Regions from separate parts of the Sus scrofa genome. Here region 2 is linked to region 1. The links are chromatin contacts, called in public Hi-C maps. All regions are on one chromosome and are shown on one strand. Each heading gives the region's core, a stretch centred on a gene start, on an enhancer-like site or on the middle of the called end of the contact. The rest is flanking DNA. Distances are from core to core; before and after follow the strand shown. Region 1 holds the start of TOMM6 (mitochondrial import receptor subunit TOM6 homolog). Region 2 overlaps TRERF1 (transcriptional-regulating factor 1).

Region 1 (6,927 bases), core at 3,265-5,764:
TGGGGAACAGGGGCCGGTCTACCCAAAGGCTCACCAAAAAGCCAGAATGCCCCCTCCTTCCTCTGTGGGCCTCCTCTTTCCTCCATCCCAATCTCGGGAGACCCCAGACAGAGTTCGAGGTGCAGAAACTCAAGAACTGAAAGACTTGGCCTTGAGATCTGGCTCTGTCATTTACTAGCTGTGTGACCTTGGGCAGACCACTTATGCTTTCCAAGCCGCCCTTGGTCCATCAGTAAAATGGTGACAAGAAAACCACCTAATTCACATGGTCGTTGGGAAGACTGAAGGAGATAAAGCTTGCAAAGCACTTTGCTTGCCTAGCATGTTGTCGTGGCCCAATGAAGAGGAGGTGCCTCTTTTTTTTCTGTTCAGATTTTGCCATCAATGTCACTGCTGAACTCTGGCTGGCCACACCCAGGAGAGAGGCCTACCCCTCTGGAGCCAAATCCACCAGTCAACCCAGACAGCAACCCAGGCCAGAGGCCAGAGGAGGACCCTGAGGAGGCCTCTGCTCAGGTGGTAGGAGTCCTGCCCTTCCCTCTGAGACCAGCATCCCCTCCATCCTTTGCACCTCCTCCCATTTAACCAGGTGAGAGGTAGCCTTTGTGCCAGCTTCTGGCAGCCCTTTCTCTTTGCAGGAATTCCTGTCCCTGTAACGCCCTCAGGACACAGGGGTTCAATATCTTTAAACTTCCTCCCATGAATATGTGACTTCTCCTAGAGGGGTCTGTGTTGATCAAAGCAGAAGAATGAAGGCATTATGATTTTGAGCATGAGAAGGGGAAATGGAGTTCCTGCTATGGCTCAGTGGTAATGAACCTGACTAGTATCCATGAGGATGTGGGTTCCATCCCTGGCCTTGTTCAGTGGGTTCAGGATCCAGGGTTGCCATGAGCTGTGGTGTAGGTTGCAGATATGGCCTGGATCTGGCATTGCAGTGGCTGTAGTGTAGGCTGGCAGCTGCAGTTCTGATTCAGCCCCTGGTCTGGGAACTTCCATATGCCATAGGTACGGCCCTGAAAAGACCGAAAAAAAAAAAAAAAGGAAACTGTTTTGGGGTGTGCCCTTCCCAGCCTGCCTCAGTTGGACCACAAACATGGCAGTGGATCAGCTGTCCCTTTGATCTTGAAGGAGGAACCTCCAAATGGGAGGGGAGGGGGACAGACAGGTGTTTGGAAATTGTCCTAGATTGGAGAAGAGGTGGCCATGAAGAGGGGAGGAAAGAAGGGGAGGGGAAGGGAGGTAAAACCTAGCTCTACTTCTCTCCTTTTGCTGCGTTTCCTTAGGATCCTGAAATTCTGCATTTGGGGCACCCTGACCTGGACACCAGCCAAACCCCCAGCTGGCCTGGGCTCCGGACCCTCCTGCAGCAGCTCCCTCCACAGGACAGCGATGTGGGTTCTCCCTCTCTCCAGCTTCCCTCTCTTGCCTCCCTACTCTCTACTTAATGTGGGGAGAAGTCTGGTCCAGAAGTCAGGGGCCATGGATTTCAGGCCTAGCTGTGCCGCTAGTTGGGAGCCTGAAAGCCTGAGCTTTTACATCTACACAATGGGTGTGATAGCCTCTGCTCTGCCCACCACAATGCTTAGTTGAAGAGCAAATGGGAAAATGGACATGAACAGCTTTTGAAACCGAGAATGGAATGTGCAAATGAGGAGAGCATGGTTGTTAAGTATTTATTGAGGCCCTGGGGGTGCCCAGCCTAAAGGCCTACAGTTCTATGGAGGAGGCAAGGCAGGAGCATATGGTGTAAGTAGGGGAAATACAGTGGGAAGTGATACTGAGCTACAGATCACTGGGAGCCCGAAGCCATGATATCACCTGAAGCCGAGTGATAGGGTTAAGTGCTGCGGGGCTGTCAGAAGTGGGGGATGACCAGTTCTCTCTTCCTCTCTCTTTGTCGACACCCTCCTGCGCCCTTACCTCCTGCACCTCCCTGAGGTTTTACAACCATCCTTTGACCCAGTGGCTACACCTCCTCTCTCCCATCAAACTTCAGTCTTGCCTGCTGGGGCTCCCCAGGTCACAGTGGATGCCTGTTTCTGTAGGAGCGATATTGCCTGACCCTTGAGGAGGAGGAGCTGGCCGAACTGAGGCTCTTCTGTGCCTGGCGGAGGAGGGAGGCCCTGGGACAGGGGGTGGCCCGCCTGGTACCTCCCAAGCTTGAAGAATGCACCTGTGAAAAGGTATGTAGCACCTCCCCGTATTCTCCTTCCTTCTCTTTGCCCTCCCACTTCCGAAGACGGGGCTGGAGGGACTCTGGTTTGGGGTGGGGATTGACAGTTGGGCAATCGTTAGGAAAAAGGGAAACCAAATTTAGGGGTTCTTGGTGGAGCCTGCAGTGGAGGTGGGCTTGCAGTTAGGTTAGGGTTGGGATGGAAGAATCAGGAGGGGAGGTAGGAGGGTGGGGCAGCCTCTGACCAGCCCAGCACCCTGGCCCCGCAGTGCAGGGAGCCGCTGAGGCCAGGGGAGTATGGAGTGTTCGCAGCCAGGGCAGGAGAGCAGTGCTGCTGGCACCCGGCTTGCTTCGCCTGCCAGGCCTGTGGCCAGGCCCTGATAAACCTCATCTACTTCTACCACGATGGGCATCTCTACTGCGGCCGTCATCATGCGGAGCTGCTGCGGCCTCGGTGCCCGGCTTGTGACCAGGTACAGTGTCTAGGGGAGGGGCTGGAGGGGTTTTGCCCAGGGTCCAGCGATTCAGGATGTAATGAGACACCTCTTCCAGTACCACATAGTAAGGTACAGAGAACTAGGAGCCAGTTCTAGTTGTATTGTTGCCTTTGTGCCCTCCCCCACCACAAGCAAAGACCCCCAGATTTTCTTGAACTAGAATTTCTCCAGAGCAGGGACTCCTGGACAGACGTTCATCTCAGTAAGCCGGGTGCCCAGTGCTGTGCCTGCTCCTGCGAGGAACTGCTGTAACGTTGGCACAAGAGGCAGCACAGAACCCTGGGTTGGGCATCCAGGCGACCCGGGTCGTACTTCTTCAGACTGTGCCACTTGCTAGCTGGGGGATCCTGGCTAAGCCAATTAGCCCTCCCCGCATCCGAGAGTGGCTGAGTAGATCAGATGGGAATGTCTGTAGACGTGCTTAGCGTTAACTGGGCATAAGGCGTGGTTATCGGATGGATGAATGAGTGAATGAATGAATGAGCCGTTCCCCTCTCCCTCTCCCAGCTGATCTTCTCCCGGCGTTGCACCGAGGCCGAAGGACGGCGCTGGCACGAGAACCACTTCTGCTGCCAGGACTGCGCCGGGCCCTTGGGCGGGGGACTTTATGCCCTGCCGGGGGGTGACCCCTGCTGCCCCAGCTGCTTTGAGAGTCGCTATTCAGATGCCGGCTCGAGGCCGGCTGGAACCCAGGAAGGCAGGGCGTCCCTGGGTAAGGGAGGAGAAGGAGCAGATAGATCAAAGGGGAAGGGGGCAGCGGCTTGGGCTGGGCTGAGGGGGGGCGTTCTCCCGGGCTGGGACCCTCACCCCGGTCCCACGCCGTCCCGTCCCTCCAGTAGCGCCCCCGTCGTCCCCACCGCACCCCAGACCCGAGCCTCGGGGCCCGCAGCTCTCACCGCGCCTCCCTGGCCGGAGCGCTCCAAGGGCCTCCCGAACCCTCCCCGCGCCGCGGTTGGGGCTGCGGCTCGGGACTCGCTCCGGAGCTGGGGCCGCGGCTGCCCTCTGGTGGGCGGAGGCGGGGTGGGGCGGGAGCCGGGAGAGGACTTGCGGCGGCGGCGCGCACGGCCCAGGGGCGGGGCGGGAGGCTGGGCCCCGACGGGGACTGGCCGCCCGGATCCTGCAGAGAAGACTAGAGGCTCTGAGGCGGGTGTTTCTGACCCGGCCTGGCACAGGAGAGGCGGAGCTCGGCAGAGGTGAAGACCCCGACAGCTACCTGCGGAAGTCTGCGTCCATCTCCCGGGCAGCCCTTCTCGCCACTGGCGACAACTCTAGTGTGGAAACCCAGACGGAGATGCTTGGATCCAGTCCGGAGCAGGAGTGTCAAGCTGGGAACAAAGCGGAGGCACCCAAAGGGCAAGAGCAGAGCCTCCTGGAGACTCCTCTTGATCCCAAGGAGGACGCTCCCTGCCCCACCTGCTCCTCTTCCTCTGAATCGGAACCCGAAGGATTTTTCTTAGGCCAGCGGCTTCCCCGGCCCTGGGAGACCCCCAGAAGTCTCCAAGCTGGGGACAGCGACACCTCCAGGAAGCATTGCACCATTTGCTAGTAGCGCAACCCGGAGAATGAGGGGCTGGTGGGAGGGTGAACTGTAGGGCAAGAGAGCGAGGTTCCCCCCCCCAATATAAAAATCCTAGACTGAACGTTATCAGGGCCGTGGCTGGGAGAGGCGGCGAGATGATAAATTCGGAGTGCTTCCTTTCAGCCCGCACACTTTTCGTGGAGACTCTTGTGGAACCCCATTCCCCAAAGCTACGCATCCCCTCTAAGAGAGCCCCTATCCGACCCCAACAGGCTGGGCAGCCCCATCCCCCTCATCCTCCTCCTGAGCCAATGAAGTGATCACTCAAGAGACCACTAGTGATGATGACGGGTGGGCGAAAGCCAAGAGGGAGCTGGAGGTGGAACCCGACCAGGGGAGGTTGGAGCTGGGCGGCGCTTCGCTTCCCGCAGAGCTTGGAGTTCTCCCTCCCTCCCGGAGTCGGGTCGAGCTGCAGCAGCGGCGCCCTCTGCCTGCTGGTAGCCGGCGGAAGTGCAAGACCGGAAATTGCGTGATCCGCCGGCGCCGGCACGGTGGGTAGAGAGAGGCCTCGCAGAGTTCGGAGGTGCTGCCATGACTTCCACTGGGGTTGGCGTGAACCCTGCGGGCTCGTCAAATGAAGCTCCCGAAATTCCAGACAACGTGGGAGATTGGCTTCGGGGCGTCTACCGCTTTGCTACCGATAGGAATGACTTCCGGAGGTAACCGAGGCGCGGGAGCTGGGTCCCTTCTTCGCCGAGGCTAGACCCTCCCGATTTTTTACACTGCCAACATCTTGATCTCTTCGTGGCTCTGGGTGTGCTTTGCCGAGGCCTTTGACTGGGAGAGTTCCGCCCGGCCAGAGCGCTCTTTTCAGTCGCGGGCTCTGTCTAGAGACTCTCACCCTGACCACAGGGACCCAGGGAGAGGAGACACCAACACGTAAAACAGGCTTTTCGACCCTGAAAGGCTGCTTTGCACTTGACTCTGCTGTTATTAGATATGGAAACGCGCCCTAAATAACCACGTGGGTCTTGGGCAACCTATTACGGAATGATCAACGCTTCTGCGATTTTAAGCAATGTTTTTGCCTCGGGGAGGTTTTTCTAGGGTGATGATGGGAAGCCTTTTCCCTCAGTGTCTTTCATTAACCGAAGACACTTGACTCAGGGACCACAGGGTTAATGGGATGCATTTTTTTTTTTTCTTTTTTAAGTGCCGCATCTGCGGCATATGGAGGTTTCCAGGCTAGGGGTCGAAATGGAGCTGTAGCCGCTGGCCTACACCACAGCCACAGCGGTGCAGGATCCGAGCTGCGTCTGCCGCCGACACTACAGCTCACGGCAAAGCCGGATCCTTAACCCACTGAGCGAGGCCAGAGATTGAACCTGTGTCTTCACGGTTACGAGTCAGATTCGTTTCCTCTGAGCTACGACGGGAATTCCATGGAATGCATTCTCTTTCCAGGAACTTGATCCTCAATTTGGGGCTCTTTGCTGCAGGCGTTTGGCTGGCCAGGAATTTGAGTGACATTGACCTGATGGCACCTCAGCCAGGGGTTTAGCCATAAAGGTAAGCACTAACCACTGTTCCACTTGTTTTAGGCATCCTGTAGGCTGGGAGAAGATATAATTTATATCAGCCATTCACACAACAGTTTAATGGTTAATAGGAGAGAGACTGGATGTAAAACCAACTCTTGGCTATTCCTGGTTAAATGTGTTTCCAGATGTTGCAAGGTTTTTGAGTCAATTACCAGTTTCCCTCCAGTGATTTTACATTTCTAATGCCACCTGTTGTCTGATTGCAGACACATGGAACCCCTGTGCTGTCCTCCAACCTTCCAAAAACAGAGCATCCCATCTGTGACCATCACAAGACTTGCCCTGATGGCAGCTGACGTTTGATTCAGATGGGCAGCCTTCCTTCCCTGCTTGATTTCCTTTTCTTTGCTGAGTCCACTCAGAACACCCTCCTCTGGTCAGCAGGCAGGCCTCAGCTAAAGTGTTCTTCTCTGTTCTGTAAAGTTCTGTACATAGTTCCTAAGTTTCTGCAGGGGCTTATCTTTGCTCTTGTCCTGAGGAATAATCTAATGGTATTTTAACAAATATTTGAAATAAAGACTCTACACAAAGACAGCCATTTTATTCTTTTAATAAGAAACTTCGGCTTACAAAAACAAGGTGTAAAAAGTCAAGATTTACAAAAATCATAAAAACATGATTTCTATTTCACACTGAGACAGGAACAAGTCCCAAACATGAATTGTAACAGAGGTGGTTTGCTTCATATTAAAAGAAAAAAAGAAACAAACTGTAGCCACCATACACTGATGTTAACATAGGATGAAGCTTATCATTGAGGAATTTCCATTTTTGAGCAGTGCTAAGGGAAGAAGCCATTTTGGTGTTGCATAGCATTTTAGTGCACCAGGTGGGTTCTCCAGGCACCAGGGAGGCATTGTGGCTGTAATACAGTGGGGTATGAGGGCAGTGATGTGCAGGTGGAGGCAAAGTGTGAGTAAGCCTGGGCAGTGGACACTGAAGTGACACTGCTTGAGGAAGCTGCTTCTTTCACAAGGAAATAGATGTTTTTTGACCCTACAGTGGTAGTGCCACTGTCCAGTAGTTTGGGCTTCTTTGGAAATGGTATATGTACGGAGCTGGCATGGAAAGAATCATGTAGGCTTAGAAGAGTGTGGACATTGAGATAGGCTCCCCTTGGCAATTTCTTCTAGT
Region 2 (6,927 bases), core at 2,638-5,137, 360 kb after region 1:
CTCTAAGTACTTCAATCTGTGCCCCTCGACCATCCTCCCTAAAAACAGCCCTGGCAACTTGATAGTTGGGGTTATTTTCCTCCAGATGGATTTCCAGTCGGCTCAGGCCAAAACAACCCACGAAGCAGTCAACCAGTCCTCAGGGACCAGGGCAGAGGGCATACTTGCTCCACGAACCTCCTTCTTAGTAAATCACTGCCAGGGAGTGAAAGCCTGAAAAGATACAGGACTCAGTTTTTAGAAACAGGCTGAGTGACAGGCAAGGCAGGGAGCAAAATTATTTTCACATTTGGTCAACTCTTCCAATGACGTGTGTGCTAGCAGAAAAGTCGTGGGACACGAGGGCTGGCTTTGCTCACTGGATAGCTACGTGCTAGCGTGGTCTCCTGGCAAAGACGCCAAGTTCATTGCAAACTGCGGAAATGAGGTTAGAACAAAAAATGACTCTCGGTGGGAAAGGATGGCCCAAGACCCCAGCTCGAAGAGGGTAGCCTGCTTTACACACACGGGTGGGAGGGCGCACACACGCACACACACACACACACACACACATATTCACTCACTCACTCACCGCAAGCTTTGGGATAAAAGACAACCAGGACGGTTGATCACTGAAAGCAAAAGAACTTGAGTGTCAGGTTCATTCCCAGCCAAGAATGAGTTCATGGGAATGCAGCCCAGATGAAACACCTCTTAAAGTAGAATTGTGCCAATTATTTATTCCCCCCAACCCCCAAAACAATTTTTTTAAATAAATGATTTTTTCCCCCTAAACCTGAAAAGCACGACCACTTTTTAAACAGGTAGTTTAAGATGGGTACAAAACGGAGCAGGCAGTCCGGTTTCCTGACGAATGAAGATGGAGGCCGGGGGTTTTCTCGGTCTCTAGGCGACACACGGGGCTTTAGAGTTCCGTGTCGCCCTGAAGCAACACTGAATCTTGATCGTCCAAGAGGAGGCCGGTGTCCACAACCTCGGCCTCTTCCATGACGCCCCCTAACTGCTGGACGACGTCGTCATCGAGGATGTCCACGTCCTTGATGGGTTTGATCAGACTCAGCTGGTCCAGGGGCAGCAGCCCCGGCGGCCCCACCGGCCCCGTAGTTCTCTCTATCGTGGCTGCCATCTCGGCCGCAAAGGCCGCCTTCTGGGCCTTCTGCCTCTGCTGTTCCTCCTGCTGCCTGTGCGTTTTCATGTGCGCATTTCGGCTTTTGATCTTGAAGAAGACTCTAAAAACGAAAAGCAGCAGCATGTGAAATTTAAGAGGACCTGAGGGTTTTTTTTTTTTGTTTGTTTTGTTTTCTTTTTAGGGCTGCACCTGCAGCTTATGGAGGTTCTCAGGCTAGGGGTCGAATCTGTGCTGCAGCTGCCGGCCTGCACCACAGCCACAACCACAGCAACATGAGATCTGAGCTGCGTCTGTAAACTACACCACAGCTCACGGCAACACTGGATCCTTAACCCACTGAATGAGGCCAGGGACTGAACCCCAGTCCTCATGGATCCTAGCTGGATTTGTGTCCACTGAGCCAGGAAACTCAGGATCTGAGTTCTTGGAAACCCGTGTGTCCTATAGGGGAGTAGCGGGTACATGATCTGATGTCTGGTTTGGGGTGGCTCTGACAGGGTCCTCATCTTCTGAGCCCATAAGACCTCCTCCCCCTGCGACCTGGCACGTCCCTTCAAGCATTGCAAGGAAAGGGGATGAGGACAGGACCCCAACTATGGTGTGGCAGGCTTTCTCCCTGTGCCCACAGAGGATGAATTCTCAAAGCCTCCTGTCCCTCTGGGGCCTGGGGCACACCTTTCTCCTTATCGTCCCCCTTTCTCTCTCCTCTTGACCTTCCCTAGCATCGTCAAATCATGCTGCCGAACTCTGGTGGTTTCCATCATAAAACAACTCCCCTGCAGCCTCTGGCCTCCTGTCCCTGTTCTTCCAATCAAAATTCTTGAGGATCTGCCTACACACACTCGGCACAGCTCCTCTTTCCTCCACCCGCTCCAACTGGACTGTCCACCCTCTGCTTCAGCCCAAGCGCTCAAGAGCGCTAGGAACCGTGAGGCCAAGTCCAGTGGCCCTCCTCTGTCTAGGCAGTACTTGACTTCTGAGCTGCATCCACCACTCCTCTTCCCCCCAAGACCCTCTTCTTGTCTTGGCCATGCTATATCGTAATTTCCTTTTTTTTTTTCTTTTTTGTCTTTTTGGGCCCATACCCACAGCATATGGAGGTTCCCAGGCTAGGGGTCAAATCGGAGCTGTAGCCGCCAGCCTACACCACAGCCACAGCAACGTGGGATCCAAGCTGCATCTGTGACCTACAGCACAGCTCACGGCAACGCTGGATCCATAACCCGCTGAGCAAGGCCAGGGATCGAACCCGTGTACTCATGGATACATGGACACTAGTTGGGCTCGTTAACAACTGAGCCACGTCGGGAACTCCTCCTCCTGTTTGCTTTTGAAGGAAACGGTGGTTCTCAGCTGGGGGTGACTCTGTCTCCCAGGGAATAGCTGGCAACATCTAGGGATGGGGGTGGTGCTTCTGGCATCGAGCAGGTAGATGCCAGGGATGCTGTGAAACACCCTAAAACACAGGAGGCAGGCCCTCCTCCCCAAACAAGGAATCAACAGCCCCCGAAATGTCAGTTCCGAGGCTGAGAAACCCGGGGATGAGGAGCCTGCTGACCATGGTCATTGGGCCCAATCCAGCCCCCTGCTTCTTCTTTGTAAATACCCCTGCCTCTTCTTTGTAAATAAAGTCCTACCAGAACACAGCCATGTCTATTTGTTTCTGGATCATCTGCGGCTGCTTCTGCATTAAAATAGCAAAATTAAAATAGCTGTGACAGAGACAGACATGCAAAACCTAAAATATTTTGATCTGGACCTTTTTCAGAGAAAGTTTGTCCAGCTGTGAGACTGCCTGCTTTTGGAGAGGGAGGGTGACATAATTCATCATTCCTGAGCTCACAAAGGAGAAAAAAAAAAAACAAAAACCCGTTTCTAAGACCCATGTCTTAGAGTTGATGCGTCACCCCTGGACATAACTGAAAACTGTTAACTGGAATGAACACGATTTCAGCAGCTAAAAGAAGCATTCTGCAAACATCTGCCTAGTGTTATTCCGAGTCTGGAAAACCAGAGAAAGCATTCCTATTTTCCATAAAATCTTAACTGGAGTTATGGGAGAAAAAGGTCCTAAGCAACATAAAAATAAGACAAGAAAAACATTTAATGGAGAGCCTGAGAGCTGGAAATAACCTATGTTTTTCAGTTGTCAAAATGTTCTTTGTTGCCACCTAGTGGAGGAAGGAGTTGTAGCCTATTAGAGGTGAGGGGGTGGAAGGTTTCTTTCCTCCCAGAAGAAACTGGGGAGACTCCAGGCCCCCAGCTCTTCTACCCCAGGGCAAACAGATGGAGTCAGCCTGAGGGAGTTGCATTATTTCTAGGAAATAAGCCTCATGAGCAATCCGGGGGCTCACTTATTTCTCGGTGACATGAAGAGGACATGTGGGTCTGAAGGACGTCAGAGCTCAGAGGAGGGGGCCCACACTTAAGTCAGTCTCCCCATCTCTGTTTCACAGAGGGAAGGAGAGCTGCTAGTTTCAATTCACTGTGGCAGGTGCCACCGACCTAAGGCTAATAAGAGTACCGACCTCTTGGGGCCTGTCAAATTCATCAATACATGAAATATCACCCACAGCAGATGGAGGTTCCCAGGCTAGGGGTCAAGTCAGAGCTGCAGCTGCTGGCCTACACCACAGCCACAGCCATGTGGGATCCGATCCGCGTCTGCGACCTACATCGCAGTTCACAGTGACGCCGGATCCCTGACCCAGAGCGAGGCCAGGGATAGGACCCGCAACCTCAAGAATATTAGTCACATTCGTTTCCGCTGCACCACAACAGGAACTCCCCACGTGATAGCCTTTAAAACCGTGCCAGGCAAATACTGAGGAACTGATAAAAGGCAGCAACTATCAAAACGCCTCAAAAGTGCCTGAACTGTTCCATTAGAATGAATATTATAAACGGAGGTCCAAGGTGGCCGCATTCTTACAGCCAAGAATGTTCTCTTGGTCGAGTTTCAGCAGCTACCCGGGGGTATCTCTCAGGTGAACACTGCACGTTTACGGCACTGGCCATTATGGGAGGAGAAACGGAGCAAAAGGCTCCCAAAGGAAGTCACCGATGACAGCCTCTCTAGGCGGCACACTCACTGAGAAGGAAACTGGAATTCTACACAGGATGCTGTGGGAGGGATCTGTGGGCAACCGACCATCACTGATAAAATAAACAAAGCAAACCAACAGGATGGAACAGTGGTCAGAAGCCCAGGCTCTGTTTCTCAACACACATAGGTTCAAACCTCAGCTCTGCTCTTACTGGGGGTATGACCTGGGGCAAGTCATTTTACCTAATGTTTAATCCTTATTTGTAAAACAAGGATAAAGCAGCATCTGCATCCCATGCAGTTTCTGTGTGTGGATTCTGAGAGGGGCTCATGTGCATAAAGCATGGAATAAAATTAAGTGCTCAGTAAACGTCAGCATGAGGTATTTTTATTACTACCTACTGACAGTTTTCCTCTTTTTGTTGCTTTATATTATACTTAAATGGGCAGAGATGACCAATAGCTTTTATCTCGCAAGTCAACTCTGATCAGTTGGTTGTGCCAGCTTGAAGCATTAGGATTTGATGGCTTGGAAAGGATTTGAGTCTCATCTTAATGTGAGAGCAAAGAGTGTAGCAATTGATTGGTAATGCCTGCCCTGGGTGCAGGAATGAGCAGTATTGCTAAGAAAGCCATTTCTGCCACAGAGAGCTCCTGATTAAGTGCTTTAGAGCCAATCACTCAGCAGGGATGCAAAGACAGCAGCACTAGTGACTATGGTTTGGGTGTGAAGGAAGAAATGGGAGTCAGAGTCCCATCTACCATTTCTGGAAAAGGGTGTCATTGTGTCAGTAGAGATTTGCTCTCTGACGATGTCCATCCTTACGAAGCTTCAGGACATCAGAATAACTGTACTCTGAGTCAAAGGCAAGGTCCACCTACCATGAGGCGATATGTAGACTCCCAAGGATGGTATATGGAAAAATCTGGAGAGTCTTTTTTTTTTTCCCTTGTCTTTTAGGGATGCACTTGCTCCATATGGAAGTTCCCAGGCTAGGGACTGAGTCAGAGCTGCAGCTGCTGACCTACACCACTGCTCACAGCAATGCCGGAATCTTAACCCACTGAGGGAGGCCAGGGATCAACCCGCATCCTCATGGGTACTAGTCGGGTTCTTAAACCACCGAGCCACAACGGAAACTCCCTGGGTTCTTTTTTACCCTGGTGACACCTCAGCACATTTCGGTCCAGCACCCACAGAGCCATTATTCATCACACACTTAGACTCAGTCTCTGGTCCAGTTCTACTCACTTGCCACACTCCTTGCAGGGGAAGATGGTGGTGGGGTCTGTCTCGCCACTGGTGGTGCTGTGGGAGGGCGAGCTCTTCACTGAGCAGTACCCGCTCTGGGCACTGCCAGGCTTCTGCTTCCCAGAGGGGACAGCACCCCGAGCTTTGGTCACCTGGTTGGTGCCACCGTGGATGCGAGCGTGGCCATTCAGTGCCTGTCGGGAGCTGAACACCTGGGGAAGAAAGGGAGTGACATGACATCTACAGTCCTGAAAAGGAAATTAGGGTTATTAGTCACTCATTGGCAGAACATGGGATATTTGAAACAGTGTCTAATGACAGGGCACAGGTTTTACATAAGCAAACTCTGGGCAAATGCCACAGAAAGTAGAGATCAAATACCACAACCACATTTTTTTTTTTTTTTTTTTTAAGGGCTGTACCCAAGGCATATGGAGGTTCCCAGGCTACGGGTCAAATCTGAGCTGCAGCTGCCAGCCTACACCACAGCCACAGCAACGCCAGATCCTTAACCCACTGAGTGAGGCCAAGGATCGAACCTATATCCTCATGGATCCTAGTCAGGTTAGTTAACCCCTGAGCCACAAAGGGAACTCCCACAACCACAACTTCTGCGCCAAGTGAAACGCACATTGTTGTTATAATCAAAAACTGGGGGCTCAACCTGGGCCCCTCTGTCTCACAGGGAGGCCCACGGGCCACTTTCCCTCCGTACATCTTATTTTTTCCATCTGAAAAATGAAGAGGTTTGGACCAGCTTTCAAACTTTTTTTAGCCAGGTACTACCTTCTTCCCCCTTTTTCTTTCTTTTGCCCTTCCCTTCGCTTCTGTTCTTCACTTAAAAAAAAAATCAGACCTTATTCCAAGTTCAAAGCAGAGGTGCTCTAGCTGAAATAGACAGCATCCCAGAATCGAGTCTATTTGCTCAGCTGTATCCCTCCTCCGGGGAGCCTAATACCTCAAGAGGCACAGCTTGAAAGACACTCATTAGCGGCTCTGATATATTCGGTAGGTTACGTCTCAGCTCCAATCAGCCAGCATTGAAGCAAAGCTTCAGACCCCCACATTTATTGCAGGATGTTAGAAAGGGGGACAACCTGGTCTTTTGAGGCTCATCATAAAGCACAGTCTCCCAGCCTCAGTATTACTGACATTTGGGGCTGGATGATCCTCTGTTGTGGGCATAGTCCTGAGCATTTCAGAAGGCTTATCAGCATCCCTGGCTTCTGCCCACTAGTTGCCAGCAGCACCTCCTCAGATGTGACAAAAATGTCTCTGGATGTTGCCAAATGTTCATGGGGGACAAAAAGTGGCCCACTTGAGAGTCACTGCCATAAGGGAGGTAATCCACACCCTTGAATTCCAAGAGCCCTGCCTTCCAGATTGTTAAATGCATCAGATAATGGGAGGACCCACTGAACTGTCCAGCCACAGATGGTTGCTCTGTGTTAAGTCCGTGAGTTCTGTGCATAGTCTTGTAGGGAAAAAAAAAATCTTTTT

The links. A called contact is a pair of places that touch in the nucleus more often than the background predicts.
Region 2: a contact with region 1 is called in a Hi-C map of retroperitoneal adipose tissue, with 1.6 times the contacts expected there. The contact joins the enhancer-like site here to the promoter of TOMM6 in region 1. A contact is called at or near these places in 3 of 47 Hi-C or Micro-C datasets (brain, mesenteric adipose tissue and retroperitoneal adipose tissue) and 1 of 2 datasets of contacts at active chromatin or transcription factors (alveolar macrophages).

The regions. Positions count from the first base shown.
Region 1 is chr7:36,971,964-36,978,890 of Sscrofa11.1, forward strand. TOMM6 (mitochondrial import receptor subunit TOM6 homolog) reads left to right here and starts at 4,515. Exons shown (of 1, transcript XM_013977927.1): 1 at 4,515-4,915. The coding sequence starts at 4,784. The coding sequence ends at 4,915. PRICKLE4 (prickle-like protein 4) reads left to right here and starts at 374. Exons shown (of 8, transcript XM_021098686.1): 1 at 374-516; 2 at 1,287-1,394; 3 at 2,049-2,186; 4 at 2,446-2,649; 5 at 3,181-3,385; 6 at 3,846-4,911; 7 at 5,657-5,761; 8 at 6,000-6,325. The coding sequence starts at 385. The coding sequence ends at 4,219. It overlaps USP49 (ubiquitin carboxyl-terminal hydrolase 49), which reads right to left. Exons shown (of 8, transcript XM_021098683.1): 8 at 6,328-6,927.
Region 2 is chr7:37,336,179-37,343,105 of Sscrofa11.1, forward strand. It overlaps TRERF1 (transcriptional-regulating factor 1), which reads right to left. Exons shown (of 18, transcript XM_013977938.2): 17 at 5,428-5,675; 18 at 1-1,229. The coding sequence ends at 905. Among named protein-coding and RNA genes, the nearest start is that of MRPS10, 10 kb to the left of the region's middle. Within about 2 kb of position 3,888, at least 18 of the 83 cell types and tissues checked have an H3K27ac peak or open chromatin away from gene starts, as enhancers often do. A contact at or near this core is called in alveolar macrophages and retroperitoneal adipose tissue, where this site is marked.